Linked DNA regions of Astyanax mexicanus: region 1 is linked to region 2. A link is a contact called in public Hi-C data. All regions are on one chromosome and are shown on one strand. Each heading gives the region's core, a stretch centred on a gene start, on an enhancer-like site or on the middle of the called end of the contact. The rest is flanking DNA. Distances are from core to core; before and after follow the strand shown.

The links. A called contact is a pair of places that touch in the nucleus more often than the background predicts.
Region 1: a contact with region 2 is called in a Hi-C map of muscle, with 5 times the contacts expected there. The contact joins the promoter of pik3r1 here to the promoter of cd180 in region 2. A contact is called at or near these places in 2 of 3 Hi-C or Micro-C datasets (both in muscle).

Annotation. Positions count from the first base shown.
Region 1 is chr1:19,495,665-19,498,364 of AstMex3_surface, forward strand. pik3r1 (phosphoinositide-3-kinase, regulatory subunit 1 (alpha)) reads left to right here and starts at 1,338. Exons shown (of 15, transcript XM_049474360.1): 1 at 1,338-1,654.
Region 2 is chr1:19,330,920-19,333,619 of AstMex3_surface, forward strand. It overlaps cd180 (CD180 molecule), which reads right to left and starts at 1,264. Exons shown (of 3, transcript XM_049474357.1): 1 at 880-1,264; 2 at 60-220. The coding sequence starts at 975.

The DNA.
Region 1 (2,700 bases), core at 88-2,587, 160 kb after region 2:
CATCAATAATAATTCTCATCATTTTACATTATATTTTATCAGATACAAATGATCCTCATCCAAAACAGTATTTCTTCTGCACATGTGTTAGCAGTGCTATTTCCACTATTGCTATTAGCACTGTTTTTCATTCCCTATTGCTTGCTAGTCTCAACTAGAATCAGCTGAGCCCATTGCATTTTTATTTTTTATTTAAATGCTGCACACACAGTTACAACATGGACAATATGAGGACATGTATGGTACAGAACATATAAATGGTAGACAAACTTTGTGAATTATTGTTGTTTTAAAACATTACAAAAAACAATAAATGAATACATACATACTTTTCATAAGATTTTGTTGTTTTGGTGTTATGTATGAGTTTAGGGGGATACAGAGAAAATAATATGAATAGAATATGATAATTGGGATTGGTTTTGTTCAACTTTTGTTCAACCTGAGCATGCAATTAACTATGGTACAGAATCTAGAAAAAGTAGATCAATTATGACAAACAGAATAGGCAAAGCAAAGACAGAAAAAATAAGCAACATACAATTAATAATAATAAGAGACTAGAAGAAGAATAAACCTATTTTCTGCAATCATTAGAAGCAGTTTTGTTCAACTTATTTTGGTAGTTGACTAATCTGATGATTATTTTTTTGATTAGTCAATTAGTCAACGATTATTTCTGCCATGTCCTTCATCTCTAAAAAACATAAAAACTGCTGAACATAAGTTTTGAAATGCAGGCATTTAAACGTCTAAATGTTGTTTAAATGTGGAAAGTACTGATATTTAGAGAGTAAATGTGTAATCTGTTGTGTTTGGGCACTTTTGGAGACTAAGACTAAGTGACTAAATTGAGTGTAACCTGTGAGTGAGCATTTACCCGTCTCCCATTGCACTTCTCTCCCAGGCACTTGTGTGTCGATTATATTGATTAATACTTATAACACCAATAATAAAATAGTTAGCAATTAGTTACATGCTCCATATATGTGTCCATAGTCCAGAAATAACAAAACATATATATCTTAGAGACATGGCAAATATTTGGTTTACAGCGAGAAAAATATTTGCTATTTTAAATCTTTTCGTTTCTAAAGAATTACATGCGGTACAGTTTCTTTTGCAGCCCACAGTGTAAAAAACCCAGTCAGCTAACATGTGGAAGTTACGTAACTTCTTAGGGACGTTCCCTGTGAGCCAGTTGCGTTGCGTGCGGAGCAGCAGTCCGCGCAGCGGCCAATCACGTACCGGCGTGGGCGGAGCCCGCCTGTCCGAGGGCGTGACAAGGATAGGCTGGGATCATGACGCAATTTGATGGACGTGGCTGGATTTCGGAGCGCCTGAGAACAGGTCTGGTCCGTACAGTCGCTCGCTCGGGCGGAGTCGGCACTGTAGGAGCGCGGACGAGCGTCTTCTTTAAGTTTCAAAATAAGTGCAAAACGCTGTTCGGAGGGGAATTTACTCGGCTTGTGGACGTTATTTCGTCGAAAAACGCCGTTTGGAGAGGATTTGGTCGAGACTCGGCGGTTGTGGATTCGTCAGGAGAGCTATATTTGAGAGCTAACGCGGCTAGCTAGGCTAGCTAACTGCCGTTTTTACGGGAAGGAAGGATTTTCGAGGGCCAGCTCTGACCGGACCGCTGCGAGTTTCCGAAGTGAGTATCACGGTTCATTGCACTTTTTTGCTCTCGTATATGCGTTTAATACGTATTTAAACTGATATTTGTTTTTAGTATTAGTTTATGTGTAAATATATCTTACTAATTCGTCGACGTGAGCAACTTTTACGTGTATAAATCGCTTGTTTTGACGGTTTTTGTTCGGTGTAACTTCGTTGTTCGGCTCATCTGGAACAGTTTGTTCCATTGGAGAAGCCCAGCAGCGGGAATGGGAATGGTTTAGTTCGTTTTAAAGATTTTAACGCGATTTCCTTTGCACTATTTTGCATTTTTAGTAGCTTTTAGCGTTACATTTGCTTATATTTAACGTCTATTTATAGCACTAAGTCTGCAAAGTTCTCACAAAGCCTTTGAGCTTACGTTAGCTAGCTTAGCTTAGCTAACTAGCACTGTGTGGAGGCTGGCTAACTAGCTAACCTAACTTGGTGAGCATGTGGCTACTAACTAATGTCCTCTAGCGTTGAGTTTATCTTATACCACAGTAATCTTTCTGCCTTAAAAGTTCGATGTGCTTTATAAACGTTCTTATTTCCATACACCCCCGCTCTTAGTACAGAGCTATAATATCCTGAACACTCTTAATCCTGCATGGTAAGCTAGCCAGAGCCCGTGCAGGCTTCTCAAATGTCTTGCTGGATTTCTCAGGCGTCATTTGCTGTATCTCATTACACAGCCTACGTAGCCAACTCAGAGACATACATACATGTTAATTGTAGGGGAAGTTTCTGAATGAGAAAATTCAGAGCTTTTTTAATGAATTCAGGAAAGGAGATTGATTGTATATCAGAAAAAGTCCGTGTACAAGTTTAAAGTTACAATGTTTGTCATTTGCACATGTCAAGATATAACTTAGCCGTTCCTAGCTATGTGCATTAAACTGCTTGTGATAGTAGTTCATTACTGTACATCAGGATTACACCAGCGTGCGGAACTATATAATGTATATTAAATAGAACAGAACGTAATGCATAAATAAATAGAAATAGTGAGTTCAAGAGAACTCTACTATATGTAGATGTTAG
Region 2 (2,700 bases), core at 14-2,513:
TCTCACAGCAAGTGCCTAAAATCTAACAGAAATCCTTTCATGGACGTGTGATCTCTTACCTGGTCAGATCCAGTAAAACGAGGTTCTTCAGTCTCTGGAAGGTGGTGTTGTATAGTGCTGGCAGGTAGTTGAAGCTGAAGTCTAGAGTTCTGGAAGACTCTGAGATCTCATCCGGCACAGACTGTAGAGCCAGACCCCCGCAGTCATAACCGTCAGCAATCTAACAACAAGAACAAAACACAAATACACACAATTAATCATTTTATATTGTATTTTTATTGGTGAGGAAGCTCAGAACTCTTGTTTAACATCCCTGTTGTGTTCAGTTCACGTTACCAAGATCTGTGTTCCAGATTAAAAATGATCAGCTTACTATATAGCTAAAAAAAAATCATACCAATGCATATATTATCATCTAGTGTTGTGGTAGAACTTTAATCGATTCTGCTAAATAAATAAATATAAGAGACCACTTAAAAATTATGAGTTTCTTTGATTTTACCAAATTAAAACTATATATATATATATATACATATATATATATATATATATATATATATATATATATATATATATATATATATATATATAAGTTCATATTCATAGTTTTAAGTGTTCAGAAATTAATATTTGGTGGAAAACCCTGGTTTTTAATCACAGTTTTCATGCATCTTAATATGTTCTCCTTCACCAGTCTTACACACTGCTTTTGGATAATTTTATGCCATATCTGGTGCTAAAACTCCAGCAGTTTAGCTTGGTTTGATTGCTTGTGATCTGGTAAAAATCAAATGTGATTTGGTAAAATCAAAGAAACTCATCATTTTTAAGTGCTCTCTTATTTTGTTTTTCCAGAGCTGTATATATATATACACCTACCTGTATGCATTGTTTAGTGATCCAGGGAGTAGTCTGAGTAGAGGCAGCTATGCAGGAGAACAGAATCACAGTGCAGTAAGAGCAGGGGCTTCCCATGGTGTTTCCAGCAGAAAGATCTGAACAGTGGTGTGTGTTTGTTTTTATGATTTTGCGCAGTTATATGGAAATTTTGCAGAACTGAAAAAGAACCAGTCTGCGCAATTGTTCTCCATACAATCAGTTTGTTTAAACAATAAAACAGCTTCTGTGTTTTCCCCCCACATGATTTTGATTCTGCTTTTGGAGTAAGAAGAAGTAAAGCTGTGGTTTGAAATGTGCATGTGTACACTTACAGAAGTGAATATCAGCAGCATTTCTGTGATTTTCTGTAAACTGGGGGTTGCCTGGGAAATGAAAATGTGCATATTTACCAAGAATTTGGTAAAGAAGTTATACAGAATCACATTTATAAATCTAATATTTGGTAAAGTTATCCTTAACCTAAGTCTCATCGTGAGCCACATATTCTGTATTTTACAGCTTTATGAACATTGACTGTTTAAGCCCCGCCTTTTTACCGCCACTATGTTTATTCTGTATTTACCTGCATCTACAGCCAAATAACCACTGCCGAAAACACCTCAATACATATGTTAATAAGCACAAATCAGCTTGAATTTACATGACTTTTTTAATCAATGCTTTTTATTAATGACTTTTAGATTTCCATTAAACTAACAATAAAAAGAAACATGTAAAAAATTGTAACATTTTTTTTTCCCCAGGTTTGTTTATTTTTTTTTTTCATGTAATAATACAGAGCAAAATCCAATCCAGTCAAATAGAACTAAGCAGAAATCGGGGGAAAAATACAACAAAAAAGGATAGCTAAGACATATAGTATCCTAAAAAAGAAAAAAAAGAGAAACATATATAAAATAATAGAAAGAGAAACACAATTATATAGTAAATAAATAATAAACAGATTACTCAGGAATAACAAAGGATTGTAAGCTTCTCACATATACTTCCATATATTTCCATAATCCACTGAGAGTGTGAAGGTGGGGATGAGGATTTCCACCTCAGTAAAATTAAACGCCTCGCCATAAGTGTAGTAAATGCAATAAAGTCTGCTTTATACTTTGAGAGTGAAGTATCTATAGGTTTTTATTTTTATTTTTATATATATATATATATATATAAAAATACAGTACCAGTCAAAGGTTTGGACACACATTGTCATTCAATGTTTTTTTTTCTTTTACATACAAACTCGCTACATAGATTATAGTATACTATATCTTAATAATCTCCTTTTTTTTTTTCACTAGGGTGCTGTACCCCACACTGAACAACAGAGGGCACAGTCCCACTGTCCTGGCACTGTTCCATCTCAGGCTGCACACTGTAATGCAGGCCAAGTTACGCAATCCTTACATCCAATTGAGAGATAAAGAAGACACACAGTATAATCTACGTATAAATAGAAAGAAATCTTCCAGGATTACGATGTCACAGCGAGCAGGAGCGCGCTCAGTGCAGCCGGAAGATTACTGCGCATTCAGATCCAAATGTTAATACAGGGAACGTGACTGCAGATAGCACTTAATGGCTTCATGCATTCACAGTGCGTCGCACCGCTGAACGTAATGGAATTGTGTTATATTCCGCATGCAGCGCATCAATCATTCTGTTCACGAAAATATATAAATATTTATGCATAATCCAATCCATCTATTGCAGTCTGTGATGAAGGATTGCACGCCTGGACATCTTTAGATACAATGGTTTATTGTGTAAACATGGTTTAAAAGAGCTCAGCGATTCTCTTATCTTGAT